Linked DNA regions of Ovis aries: region 2 is linked to region 1. The links are chromatin contacts, called in public Hi-C maps. All regions are on one chromosome and are shown on one strand. Each heading gives the region's core, a stretch centred on a gene start, on an enhancer-like site or on the middle of the called end of the contact. The rest is flanking DNA. Distances are from core to core; before and after follow the strand shown. Region 1 holds the start of MDP1 (magnesium dependent phosphatase 1). Region 2 holds the start of LOC101119050 (dehydrogenase/reductase SDR family member 4).

Region 1 (7,170 bases), core at 3,099-5,598:
GAAATGGCATCTGAGATCTGCTGGGCCACCTCCTGTTGTTCTGTGATGTCAGCCATCAGTTCATCCACCTTGTCAATGTCCCTGAGAATAAGATACACAGCCCAGAAATCAGGTGACAATCCCCTTCACTTTTTAATCTCACATGAATGACGTCCTTCCTGCCTGTGGCTTCAGGCTGACAAATCCATGGCTACCAGGTAAAAGAGACCCCTGGAAAAGTATAGAGACAAACTTGGGCTGAGAAATGACATGAAGCCACAATGGGGAAGACTGGTTGCTCTCTCTGAAGGGTCTTTAAAAATGAGAAAAATTGGGACTTCCCTGGTGATTCAGTGGTTAAGATTCCATACTCCCACTGCTGGGGGCCCAGGTTCAATCCCTGGTTGGGGAACTAAGATCCCACAGTTGCTCGTCACAACCAAAAAGGGAAAAAAAAAAAAAAAAGGAAAATCATCTTTCCTCCCTAGAATGTCCCAGCCAGCAGAGGTCATCTTGTAGTAAGCAAGAAGGCTGACAGAGGTCTCGCCGTCACAGGTATCTCTACTCTCAGTTCACATCTGGAGAGGTTTTAAGATTCACAGCACAAAACCAAGCTGCTCTCCCCAGTGCCTAGGCCCCCTCCTCCCCTCCCCCCATACCCACATGTCCTGGTAGGCCTTCTTCAAGCCTTGGGCAGCAAGCTCCATGGTACGAAGCACTTCTGCATTGGTGGTGGCATTCTCAATGGCCTCACGCTGAAACTCCAGGGTGGATAATGTCCCGTCGGTTTGTGCCAGCTGCTGTTCCAACCTTTTCTTCCTCCGCAAAGCCTGTAGGGCAGCTGATCCAGCCCACACCCTGAACATCAGAGCCAGAAGCGCTTGCTTCCCCCTGGGCCCTCCCTGGTGGCACCTTTCCCTCCCCCATTACCTCTCTTGTTCTTGGTCCCATGCTTCTTGGCGGTTTGTAGCTCCTGTTCAATCTTCTGCTCCAGAAATTCCTGTTTCTTGATCAATATCTTCTCCGTCTCCTTCAGTTTCTGTATTGCCTCTTCAGGGGTTGGCCCCTTCTCCTTCTTTCCTGGAATTCAATGGAGCAGCCCACATTGTGTGAAGGAAAAATATTAGCCACTGATTGTGGAGTGCATGGTATGTGCCAGGCACTTAATAGTGTTGTTAATCCCCAAACGACTTTCTACAATGAAATGTACCAACTCCAGTTTACAAATGTGAAAACAGGCACAAAGAGGTTAACATTTTGATCTAAAATCACAACTGCTGTATAAGAGACTGCAAGGAACTGAAATGAGACAGCATGAATTTCAAAGCTAGGATCCTTTTGCTATTCCTAACTACATTTCAAGTCATTTCCAATCTTTTTTTATTTTTTAATAGACTGTTTTTTTTAGAACAGTTTTGGGTTTACAGCAAACTGAGCAAGTGGAAGGTACAAAGATTTCCCATGTGCCGCCGGCACCCACACATGCATAACCTCCTCATTATCTCGTTCCCCACCAGAGTTCAATCATATTTTATAATCACTGTTCCACTTGTCATCCTAGAAGATACTCAAGGTCCTGACTCCACAGCATCAAATTGAACAGAGCATGGAGGCTAAAGAAAAAAATCTGATCTCAATTTTTCCCTTTATCTTCTGTACTTTTAACAGACTTATTTAAAAAAAAAAAGCTGAAGGCCTGAGCCTGCTTAAGATCCTTCCATACTCTGCACAGAATAAAATCCAAAAAAGGTTTTTTAACAAGATACACAGGGTCCTTCACACACACACGCACACCCACCCATACTCAGAGGTCAGAACTTTTCCCTAAATATACCACACTTTTACCTGCCTCTGTTTTGCACAGTTACCTCTTCCTAGAGAACCTCAACCACCCTTCCACCCCCCACCCCCCACCCCCCGCTTGGCATACTTCTAGACTCCGGATCACCATCTGCCACCCTGATTCTTCTGTGTGCCCCTGGCTTTCGGGAAAATCTCCATTACGGAGTTGCCACACCACACTGTAAATGCCAGATTTTGCCTGTCTCCCCCACCTCAGAGGAGCTCAAGAGGGCTAGCTTTCTTGGGAAGCACCAGTGTTTTGGAAAGGACTGGTTGCCAAGAAACTCGTCCCAAAAGCCTCAACAGTGGGAGCCAGCACAGTAGCCACGCCCTCCACTCGCGCCCCCTCCGGGGCCTCGGGCTCTTCCCTCGCGAGGAAGGCAGCTGGAACCGCGCACGCTCACAAGCTGCGGTGCTGGCTCGGGAGAAGGCCGGGTTATCGGGGTTTTCCAGACAGCGTCTCCGGCTCTCCCCGCCTCCAGCCCCCTGCGGCCCGCACCTCCCGGGGGCCAGTCTCGCCCGGGCTCACCCCTCCCGAACAGCCGGCCAAGCCCACTCATCGCGACCCTCGCCTCTCCCGCCTCCGCCCCACGGTATCCCGACCGCTTCCGCCTTGCTCAGGGAAGGTGCCGTACGCATCACTCCGAGACCGGCCTCGGCCAATCCCTCCTTAGGGCACCGCGGCGACATCATCAACAGGCGCCAGTGAGACCACTGCTATCACGTGAGCCAACACACCAGCCCCAAACCCACGCGCTCCTCTCAAAGCGGCCGCTTCGTTTCCCGCTGTATAAAAAGGCCGCCCCACTCCAACCCGCGAACAAACTGTTTCCTGGAAGGAAATGTGGCAGGGTAATGCACCCTACTACTTGGGGCCAGTGGAAGAGTTTTTTTATGCCCTTGACAGAGCTCGGGAGAGGGGTGGGAATGGGGAGAGCACAAGGAGATCACAGTAGGTTTGCCACAAGTTTATAAAGCGGCACCAGTGCCTCACAGTCTGGTCTTTGCACCTCCGGATGGCCCACCCCAGGTCAAAACAGAAACAACCCACACAGGATAAGATCTCTTCTGCCGCACACAAATACACTTTAATAATTTACAAATGCACCTGAAAATGCCCTCCTGATTTCCTTTCAGTTCTGTGCCTCAAATGACTGGACCTCAGAGTCCAGCCTGGGCCTTTGTGAATGCATCTAATCCTTGAGTTAGGGTTTGAAGGCTCATTCCATGCTGGACATGAATGCAGGTAACACCTAGAAAGAAAAGAAGCCGCATTTCATCAGGCCTTCGGGGCTCCCAGTTAGGACGCTCGCCTTTTTGGGCATCACCTGCATGCAAAATATCCTGTACATACCTATCAACCCTTTCCCTCTTAGGAAGCCTTTCTCCTCATTCCCCAAATGGCTAGCCTCACCACTTAGTACCCAGTTTGCTGACATCTACGATGTTCCTCTTCTCATCATCAAAGAAGATCATCTGGGAGAAAGGAACTCCGGTCTTCCGCTGCAACCTGTGCAAGACAGGGTGGGAGTGAGCACTCTGGCTTCTTAGCCCCTCCAGACTCCCTGGTCTTCTCTCCCTGCCTCACGACTTATCGCTTCGTACCTCTCAAAGTGCGTGACTTTGCTGCCTGGATAGATTTCCCGATGAACAAAGTATCTGACAAGGTCAAAGAGCTCCAGCAGCTGGTTGGCTCCTTCAACCTCACCTGTCCTACAAAAAGGTATAGTAGATGGGGAGAATGGAGGGCCAAGGCTTCAAGTGAAGTTACGTGTAACCAGGGGGAAATCAACTTCTTGTTTGTCCGGGATGGGCAAGCATCTTCCGTCCAGCTTCAATTCCATATCCTTCCTGTCTGACACGGGTACCACTGAGCCAATGTTTATTAAATTACAAAATGCACAGCAGAGGGTACAATTCGAAAACGTACAAATACTTGCAAATTTGCACAGCCTAAATTTTTGCAGCCAAAGGGTTACACGGAAGTCTCCTCCTGCACACATCTCTCAACATTAGACCGACTCAGTCCCTCTTCTTACCGTGAAGCGGCCGCAATGGGCACTCCCAGGCCCCGCAATCGTTCCAGGACCTCAGGCACCTCAGGGTACAGCTGGATGCTCTGGCCCCGCCTATCTCGTACAGTTCCATCACTGGAGAGGGCGAGAGTGCGCTCAGCTCCCGCGGAGCCCAGCCTGGCCCCAGGCCTCCCCAGCCCTGCCTCACCTGCTCTTGTGGAACGGGGGGTCTACGTGCGTGTCCACCCAGAACGGCCAGAGCGTGTAATCTGCGAGAGGAAGAAGGTGGGGGTGTCTCAGCCTGCGCTGGTGCAGGGCCACAAGAGCAGGTACTGGGGTTTGGAGAAATACTGTGCCTTACGAAACTTGCCCCAATCCGGTCCCTCACCTAGATCGAAGACTGCGAGTTTCGGAAGTCGCGCCATGACCGGTGCCCGCAGGCTGTGCGCACGGAGGCAGGCCTTGCTCTCACAGCTCGGTGGCCGCCGGCTGGCCTCAGAGAAACGGCGACTAGAGCGTCGCCAAGCCGAGCTGAGAAGGTCGGTCCCAAGACCGCACAAGGGCGCCCTCTCGTGGTGGAGGAGGGGAAGGACCTCAGCAAAGTACCATCGCTCCCATGACCCTCAGGTCTCTGCAAGGTATCTTCCCTTGTTTCTCCACCTCACCTAGGCTCACCATATTCTACTGAACTAGAGGAGCCAACGAAGGGAAGCCCTTTCTTCTAGTATCCCTCTCTCATTTTATCTCACCGAGACCTAAAGTGATCCATCATAGCTCATCACTCCTCATCCTATCTCAATATCAGCCTCTCATGGTATAGAAACCTGAGCCCTCAGCAATATTCCAGCCATAAAAAAATGTAGTGTTGATTAAGCTCTTGAGGGCTTTTCTTGAACCAGGCCCAAATGACCTGTAGCATCTCAATGGGAGAGAACTCACTCTCCTGGTTTCTAACACCTACATCAATAGTATGCTGAAAGATATTTAACAACCAGTTTGGGGGGAAGGACTGATTTGTATTGTCAATTTCTGTAAATACTCTGACCGTGGCCAATTTCAAGCTACCAACATGAAGTCAGTTAATATGGGGCTGGGAAAGATGCCAGCGATTAACTCTGGCACAAGTAACAGTTGGCTCTGGCACACTCCTGAGTATATACACTTACAGTTTGAGAATTCCTCCAAGGGTGCATTCCTGTCCATTGTCACAGTCCTTCAGCCTGGTGTAACTGGGTGTGCACCGGGTCCGTTCTGGGTTTTTTTTTACCACACCCAAAACTAAGATCCGACTGGTTCTGTGGGATCTTAGTTCCCCAACCAGGGCCTGAACTCTAGCCCTTAGCAGTGAAAGCACGGAATCCTAACCACTGAACCACTGGGGAATTCCCTGGGTCCACTTTGATTTCAGTCACATTTGTGCAATAGAAGAAAGATTCCAGGAGGTCAAGAAATATTTTATTGAGAACCAGGGACACAGCCATAAGAGAGCGAAGCACACAGGACTGCAAACTAAAACCCAGTAGCCAGCAAGGGCCCTCTGGGCCAGGAACACTGCCTCCTGGGGTCCTCACAGTCTCCCACCAGCAGACACACAAGACTGGGCAGCCAGGGGAGCGGGGAGTGGTTCTGGTGTCCCACAGAGGGAGAGGATATACGATGCCTCATTATGAGTGACAGGGCAGGGAGGTCAAGCGGAGCGGAGTCCATCACTGCCTAAGACCACCCCCTCCTCTCAGAGCCAACACCAGGTGGAGGACTGAGCCACCTAGTATCTTGTAGTCAGCTGCCGTCTTCTCATCATTCCTACAGGAAGAGGCAAAAACAGGAAAACAAGTTGTTAGCAACACCCTTTAGAGTGGCACTCTTGACCTGGGTTTCATGGATCTCTGGAGATCTATGAGTGCATATGAGAAAATAAATTACATCTTTTATGTTTTTACTAACCCCCAACTGTAACTTGATATTTCTTTCAATTTTGAACACAGACAAAAGCCCACAGAGGAATTAGCAATATAGGTAACCTGTTAACAAGAGAAATTAGAGATATTTTCAGACTTCCCTGGTGGCTCAGTGGCAGAGAATCAACCTGCCAGTGCAGGAGACAGAGGTTCAATCCCTGATCTGGAAAGATCCCACATGCTGAGAAGCAGCTAAACCCATGTACCACAGCTGTTGAGCCTGTGCCCTAGATCCCGGGAGCTGAGACTACTGAAGCCCACACGCCCTGCAGCTGGTGCTCTGCAACAAGAGAAGTCACGGCATTGAGAACCCCACGCGCTTCAACTAGAGCAAAGCCAGCGCCGCAAAGACCTAGCATAGCCAAAAAAAAAAATCCCATCACCATACCTTCATTTCCATTCCATACTTACATCTGTTTACCACTGTAGATGAGCCGCTGCTGCTGTGGTGGAATCCCCTCTTTCTCCTCCACACGCTCCTTAATTCGTTCCACCTTTAGGGGTACAAGTAGTCAGGGGCTGCTCAGGGGGAGGGACCATGGAAGTGGAAAGAACAAGAGCTATGCAGATCGCATGAGAGCAAAAGGACTAATTTCATCAGCATACCCAGGCAAAGGCACATGTAGGGAGATAGGCTTGGAGAGGTACTGGGCATACACTACCTTGTCCGTGGGTTCAATGTCAATCTCAATCTCCTTTCCGGTCAGCGTCTGAAATAGGCAAGGCTTTCATAAGTCTTATAGTTCAGTATACAATTTGTCTCCTAGGTAAAACATCCTGGCCTAGCCTTGGGGGATTGACTCCCTCCTGAGAAATGCACATTCTCAGCAAAGTTGATTTGAAGTGTCAGGAGTATTTGCTCAGACCCAATTTCAGACATTTTTAGGCTGTGAACAACTTTGACAGGGGAAGAGTCTGTAAACCATTTGACCTCTTAATCTCACAGGTCATCTCATTCCCCACCCAATTAGAATCCATGAGAATACTATAACTCCTTTGGATAAGACAGCAATGAGAGTTGACCTAAGGAGAGTATTCCTTTGAAAAGGACCTTGTTTTATGTACTAATGCTAGAAATTAACACTCAGATAATTCAAAGCATTCTCAAGGACACTAGAGATCACCTCTGACCAGCTTTTTAAGCAATACTAGAACTCAACATTCTATTCTCCTGTATCTTCTCCAGATTTTCACCTGAATCCTAAAATTGCAGCTCTGGTCTTCTTGACTTATTCCATAGGCTAAGGGTTGCTGATACCCAAAACACAACCATACACTTACAAATGCTGTGCTTCATCCAATCTTATCTCCCATCCATTCTTGCTCTTAAAGCGCCACCTGCATCAGTCTACAGTAATCTAGACTACAAATGGACA
Region 2 (7,170 bases), core at 2,701-5,200, 150 kb before region 1:
ACAGCTAAGACCTGGTGCTGCCAAATAAATAAATACATATTTTTTAATCAAATATTTCATATTAAAACCCAGATTCCTACCTTCTGTTTCCAGTTCCTAAAATCTGGCAATCCTGGGTTGGCCTTGTCAATTACAAACATGAGGGAAACTAGGTGCACCCCAGGTCTGCAAGCAGCAGGTTAGGGGGAGCCACCTATCCCATAAGTTCCCAGGCACTGAGACCAAGGTATGCTGCCTCTTATCGCCCTAAGCTTACACCATCAACCACAGTTAAAACCATTCTACACAGAATGTATAAAAGGACAGAGCAGCAGGTAAATTCAGTTTGGAAGAAAGTTTCATCAGAACTGATTAAATCTCTTTTAAGGTCATTTGACTATAGTCATCAAGTGAAAACATTTGACCCAGGATAAAATATACATATTTGTACCAAATACAATATATATATATACATCCAAGGTTGTTCATTGCAGCAGTGTTTCAAATGGCAAAACACTGGAAGCTATTTAAATGTTCATTGGTGGGAGACTGGCTAAATAAATTATGGAATATCCACACAATGGAATATCTTATAGCTATTTTTAAAAGGGAGAGACAGAATAAAGGGGACTATTGTGAACTACTCAGAACAATCGCCAAGAATGTATTTTAAGAAATGAAAGACAGAAGTAGGGGAAAAGAAGAAAGAAGAGAAACAAGCAATTTGAAGGACATTATGTGTAGTGCCATTCCATTCATGGGAAACATTTAAGGGAAAATATGCATGTAAATGCCTAGGAAACTTCTAGAAGGATACACAAGACTAAGAGCTATAGGGGGAGCAGGTAAAAGAAGCATAGGGAAGAATTTCTTTTTTACTTTTCACTCTATAACCTTGGGTCTCTTTTAAAAATTGTGAACATGTGTTATTTTTGTAACTTAAAAAATAGATATTTCAATGATTAGAAAAAAAATGCATTGATGCAGAAAATAAAATTCCACTTTAGAGAAAATTAATTTCCAAGAAAACTGTCATTCTCTAACAACGTCAAAAAAATTAAGGATAGCTATTCAACACTGACAGCAGGTCAGGTTGTCATGACTCATTCTGATTTCACATATGGAAATAAAACTGCCCACTTCACTGGATTAGACATATTCAATAAAAATTATAAAAAGCACCCAACAGTTGCCAGCACTTAGTAAGTGTTCAATAAAAGTCACTGTTATCACACAGTCCTCCCACACCTCACAAGCCTGACTTGTGTCAGGGATGATGAGTCAATGACCAAAATGGAATAGCTATAGCAAGATGCAGGACTTGAATTCTACCCCAGGTGAACTTCCTTCTGGACTACAGTCAGCCTTTGAGGAAGATGACAGTGCAGTCCTCAATCGCAGAGGCATCTCCTCAAGATCTGCAGATGGTCCCACCTCCATATAAGAACAACCCCATTACCTATTAAAATCCCCACTTAAAAGAGACTCCTACACATTTATGTATTTTCCCCCCAAATTTCCTACCCTCTTCTCCAACAAACCAGCTTGATGAGTAGTAGAAGCTGAAGACTTCCACCCTTTTTGCTTTCCTTCTACATTTTTCTGTTCACAGATTCCACTCCCCCAATACCTGCGGCATTCTCTGGAGGCCAAATACACCCCCCCCGCCCAGACAAGGAGGCTATGTGCTGTTCACGAGCTCCCAGGCCAGAATTCTCCTTTCCCCAAACCCTCTGCTCTTTGAGAGGGCTTCTCTTGTGGCGGAGCGCGGGCTCTAGAGCATGTAGGCTCGGTGGTTGTGGCACAAGGGCTTAGTTGCCCCGAGGCTTGTGGTGTCTTAAGGCAGATTCTTAACCGCTGGACCACCAGAGAAGGCCTTCAAACCTTTTGCTCTTTGGGGTGTGACCTCCCTCAGCCTCCACACACCCCCCGCAACCCCCTGCTAACCTCAGCCCCTGGATTTGGCGGCTCATCTCTGGACAGGAAGTGGAGAGAGGTCAAATATGCCTTACAGGCCTGTCCCTTTGAGCCAAAGCCCTGAGAGGCTCTGCTTCAGTCCTAAATCCCCTCCCCCAGCCCCACAGGCAGGTAGCAAGCCCTGGGAAGGGTTCCCACAGTGCATTAGCTCTGAACAGGTCAGGAGGAAGAGGAGTGTCATGCTATCCAGCCTCTGTTGTCAATAATTCATGAGGTTCAGACTGAGGGGCACCAGTCAGAGTCAGTTTTCCCCACACATGGGGAAAATTAGACTCAAGCTCTCTTATCTCATCGAGATGTGCTGAATATCACAGCTATATAACATCTCGATTGAGGAATAAACTATAAATCCAGTGCATGTTTGTTATATCATTCACTACTCATACACTTTTAGATGCTGAAATCTTTTTGGCTGCTCAGCTGACCTACACATGTACTACCTGAACCTTTAGCAAGTATGAATTCTGTTAAACAGCAATCCCGGAACTGAATTTCACAGACCGGGATTCTCTCTCCTCTAATTGTAGGGATTGACATCAGGTTGCCAGACTGGTGATTTCACCAACTAACAACCCTTTTCTTAACCTACCCATCTGCTTTCATCATATTCTCTTAACAGAAAGACTAACACCAAAAAATAATTAAAAAGAGCAAAAGCATATCCCAGAATAAAGGACTATCTCTTAAATTAAATAAGCTTAGCTTTATGAAACACTGTATTTTCTTTTTATTTTTTGCCTTGAACTAGTGAAAACTTTGCCTTGGATCTACACAGCTTCTCAGTCTGGCATTTGGAGGCCACAGGGTTAAACCAATTCAGATGCTGACACTGGGTCTGCCGGGCCTTTCTTCAGTGTATCATAAGCCATCCAGATTTATTAATTCTCCCAGAAACCCAGGAGGGAGATCATTTCAGCCCACTTGGGAGAAGTAGGGGCTGAAGTCTTGGACACAGAATTTATAGCTGGAGAGGACCTTATCTATCATCTACCCCAGCACCCTCAGCTTACAGATGGAGAGCCTGGCTTGTGGCAGCAATAATAATTACTCTATGGTAGCAATAATTACTATGTGTTTAGTAGTTCAAAGTTTATAAAATGCTTTTACATTCAACAAATATTTATTGAACTAGGATGGAGGCTAAGACCTGGGGACACAGTGATTATGAAGCACTTGAGTGCTCCTGAGTGCTCTGAATTTCCACCACTGGTTAGGGGACACTCTAGCCTCCTTGCTACCACTTAGGCCTAGAGAAGTTCTCTAGAGCGGAGGATATAAGAGATCCTGTCAGGTCAGGATCTTTAATTCTGCACGCTGGTTACCCCTGGTGATCAGAGTCTACCCTCCAGGCCTATGGGGATGGAGGAGAACTTGAGCCAGAGTGAAGGGCAGTGCAGGCCTAGCCCTGCTCCTCTCCATCAGGCGTCTCCCGTAGGCTCCTCCAGGCTCCCCTGAGACCCTCAGGAGGAGCCTCACCCCCATGAGCAATCTCAAAACATCTGGCCTCCTTTGAGCTGTCACAAACGTGGACCCAGACTTTCTTGGAAAACAAAACCCACCTTGAAGTTCTAGGAAGCAAAAGCAAACAGTTAAAGTCCCCTCTGCCCCAAGAACTGACGTGGGCAAGCAGAGGTGGGAGGAGGAGAGGGAGGACAAGGAAGTCTACGAGCTCCCCGAGGTGGGGAGGGCCCCACAGGGAACCGGAACCGACAGCACCGTCCCAAGCCGGGCCGGCCAGGGCGAGCAGGGGATCTAGGGGCGCGGGGGCCACAAACGGCAGGGGGCGCTCTTGGCCACGGCCGGCTCCCCTGGCCTAGGGCCCGCGCGGAGCGGGAGGAGCTGTCCCGATCTAGGGCTTAAGAGGGGCGGGGAGACGGGATCCGGGAGCCAGAAGCTGGGAGGGGAGCGGGCCGCCGAGCCAGGAGGCGATTCACTCTTCGCCTTGCCCCTCGCCCTGCCCCACTGTCACCTCCCCTGGGCGGTGCAGAACCCTGAACCGGCCGGCGCCATGCTGAAGGTGCGACTGCCTTTGGGTGCCTGTGCGCGGTCGTGGAAGTCGGTCCGGATGGCCAGCTGCGGGATGGCGCGCCGGAACCCGCTGGAGAATAAGGTGGCCCTAGTAACGGCCTCCACTGACGGGTGAGTGCCCGAGTGAGTCTCTGAGTCCCCCGTTGTCTGCAAACAGGTGATACCCCTTGTCCTTGGCCTCCCGCGCCCTCTCTTCAGCCCTCCCGTGCGGCCAGAGCTGGCCCTGGAAGAAAGGCAGCACGTGGTTGGCCTGCAGCCCCCTTCAGATTCCGCTCCCCCCACCTTTGCAGTTAACAGCGCTCTTGTCACTGCCGCCCCTGGCTCGAGTCCGCCGCCTTGGCGTTGCCCCTCACCCTACCCCGTCTATCCTGTCTCCTGGGGTTCTGGGCCGCCCCAATCAACTGGCTCCACCTAGAGTCTGGGAAGACCAGAGGCCGGAAGTCCAAGACAGTCCAGATTTCAAACACCCTATGCACTGCCTACACCGACTGTGGAAATGTTCCAGACACCCCCACTGTGGCACCCCCAGGAGCCTCACAGAACTTTGCCCCTTCCCTAGAGGGGACACAAGTCATGTGTCCAGGTTCTTGTTTAGTTCAGTATACTGTGGCCTCTCTTGCCCAGCCTGTTTCTTACCAGCCACTGTGACCTACCCTGTTTCTCATTCCCACAGACCCCTGCTAGATGCCAGCTCTTCACAAAGTTAGAATACATATAAATGGGGAAACCTGGAGAAGGCAATGGCACCCCACTCCAGAACTCTTGCCTGGAAAATCCCATGGACGCAGGAGCCTGGTAGGCTGCAGTCCATGGGGTCGCACAGAGTGGGGCACGACTGAGGCGACTTGGCAGCAAATGGCTAACAAGCGCAAAATGTGTGGCCCTGGGGGTTTCCCTGGAGGTCCAGTGGCTAAGACTCCATGCTCTCAATGCAGGAGCCCCAGGTTTAATCCCTGGTCAGGGAACTAGATCCCACATGGACCAACCAAGACCCATATAGCCAGGTAGATAATTTTTTTTTAATGTATAACCCTTTCTCCTATGAATGTAAAAAATTTATGTTCATAACCAGAGACCCCCAGTTTCATATGTACTCCAAAATATAACTAGTCAGTTCAGTTCTGATGCTGGGAAAGATCGAAGGCAGGAGAAGGGGATGACAGAGGATGAGGTGGTTGGATGGCATCACTGACTCAATGGACATGAGTTTGAGTAAACTCCAGGAGTTGGTGATGGACAGGGAGGCCTGGGTGCTGCAGCCCACGGGGTCGCAAAGAGTCGGACACGACTGAGCGACTGAACTGAACTGACTGAACCAGAGACCCCGTTTCATATGTACCCCAAAACATAACTAACAATAGAATATTGAGATGATGTAGACTACTGTCCTAAGGAAATTATTTAGGGGTAAAGGCTTTTCTGAGACTCTCCAATCATGGAAATCACTGCTGCTTGCTATACCCCTAAGTCATTTCTCTCTCCCCTCAGTCCCTATAGGGTATGGAGCCTATGATAACACCTATGGAAGGTGTTATCACTTCCTGGGAACCTAGACTGAGGGCCAAAACCATAATAAAAATAGTAAACCAGTGCCAAAAAGATGCTAAGCATGTCCATCTGTATGGTAATGGCTGTGCCATTAATCCTAACAGGTGGAGGTCCTACAGAAAGCAGCCTGACTTAAGAGCCCATGCTCTCCCCCTCTTCCTGTACCAGGCTTAAAAGTCCTTCTCTCTCTCTGCCCACAGGATCGGTTTTGCCATCGCCCGGCGTCTGGCGCAGGACGGGGCCCACGTGGTGGTCAGCAGCCGGAAGCAGCAGAATGTGGACCGGGCAGTGGCAGCACTGCAAGGGGAAGGGCTGAGCGTCTCGGGCACCGTGTGCCACGTAGGGAAGGCTGAGGACCGGGAGCGGCTGGTGGCCACGGTAAGCAGCAGACATACAGGTCCAGAGCCACGAGACAGCAGAAAGGAGGCAGCCTGCACTGGCCTTCCTAGACAACATGGGTGTAATCCAAACCAGCACTGTTCACTAAAATAAAATAGTGCATTCCACATACCCACACCAGTCCACCAGCACATTTTTATGTATGCCTTTCGGTTCTGTCTCCGAGAATCATCCCATTTCAGTGAGAGAACCAAAAAACACTCTACTGTTCTACCCTGCATTGTGCCTTGGGGCACCCAAAAAACTCCAGTTGGTCCTGGTTCTCCAGTAGCTTCCAGTCTAATTGGGCAGATAAGAAGGGTAAATAGGCATTCCCACTATAGGCTAAGAAACAATCAATCCCCGGTTTTTCAGTTTATAAAGTTGAGTGCCCAGGAACCTATAGGAGGCAGCCCATTTTGTTTCAGCCACCGTGTGCCATTCACTTTGTCTCGAGCCTTTCACGGGTTATCTGCAAACAACAACCCAAGCAAGGGTGGGACTATGCTCCCTGTTTAAAGAATGGTTCAGAAAGCTGGAGCAACACCCCAAGGTCCCACAACCAGTAAGGGAAGAGGTATGAGCCAACCCAGACTTACCAGCTACCTGTGTGTTTGTGTTGGTCACTGAGTCATGTGATCCCATGGACTGTAGCCCACCAGACTCCTCCATCCATGGAATTCTCCAGGCAAGAATACTGGAGTGCCTAGCCATTCCCTTCTCCAGGGGATTTTCCCGACACAGAGATCTAACCCGGGTCTCCTGCATTGCAGGCAGATTCTTTACCGTCGCAGCCACCAGGGAAGCCAAGCTACCTACAATCTACCAAGCATTTCCCTACCAGGTCAGGCCTTAGGTGCCCTCTTGGACTTTAGTCTCAAAGAACGTGGCTAAACCAGTGTCGAGAGTTGGTTGGCACCAGTCTTGCAGGTAAACATCTTACAAAGGAGGCCACTCTTTCCTAGGCTCAGGGCACACTCTTTATTTCTTGGAGTGGCAGGAAGAATCTACCCAGGGATGGGAAGCAAAAGATACTCTGCTGACAGAATGAAAAGCGGTGGAAGTAATTTGGGTACTCTTAGACAAGGAGGGCATGAAACGATTGTAGACAGTGGCGTAGTAAACACCACAGGTTATTCCATTTGTCAGGAGTCATTTGGCAGATGCTCAAATGTGCATTGGAGACAGTCAGTTGTGGGTCCAAGAAGGCCACCATGCCTGGCCACCTCTGCCATCTCTGCTGGACAGAGCCCAAGACCT

What was found. Hi-C and Micro-C count contacts between places; a contact is called where the count stands out from the background.
Region 2: a Hi-C map of blood shows a contact between it and region 1, with 5 times the contacts expected there. The contact joins the promoter of LOC101119050 here to the promoter of MDP1 in region 1. A contact is called at or near these places in 4 of 16 Hi-C or Micro-C datasets (blood and muscle).

What each region holds. Positions count from the first base shown.
Region 1 is chr7:20,760,416-20,767,585 of ARS-UI_Ramb_v3.0, reverse strand. MDP1 (magnesium dependent phosphatase 1) reads right to left here and starts at 4,348. Exons shown (of 7, transcript XR_001434898.4): 1 at 4,225-4,348; 2 at 4,045-4,105; 3 at 3,861-3,971; 4 at 3,427-3,534; 5 at 3,246-3,331; 6 at 2,930-3,074; 7 at 946-1,059. It overlaps NEDD8 (NEDD8 ubiquitin like modifier), which reads right to left. Exons shown (of 4, transcript XM_004010305.4): 2 at 6,457-6,504; 3 at 6,206-6,288; 4 at 5,270-5,639. The coding sequence ends at 5,543. CHMP4A (charged multivesicular body protein 4A) reads right to left here and starts at 2,440. Exons shown (of 6, transcript XM_027971599.3): 1 at 2,351-2,440; 2 at 910-1,059; 3 at 643-820; 4 at 1-81. The coding sequence starts at 2,381.
Region 2 is chr7:20,911,901-20,919,070 of ARS-UI_Ramb_v3.0, reverse strand. It overlaps LOC101119050 (dehydrogenase/reductase SDR family member 4), which reads left to right and starts at 3,950. Exons shown (of 6, transcript XM_060418943.1): 1 at 3,950-4,095; 2 at 5,733-5,910. The coding sequence starts at 3,965. LOC132660161 (a long non-coding RNA gene) reads right to left here and starts at 1,923. Exons shown (of 2, transcript XR_009601431.1): 1 at 1-1,923.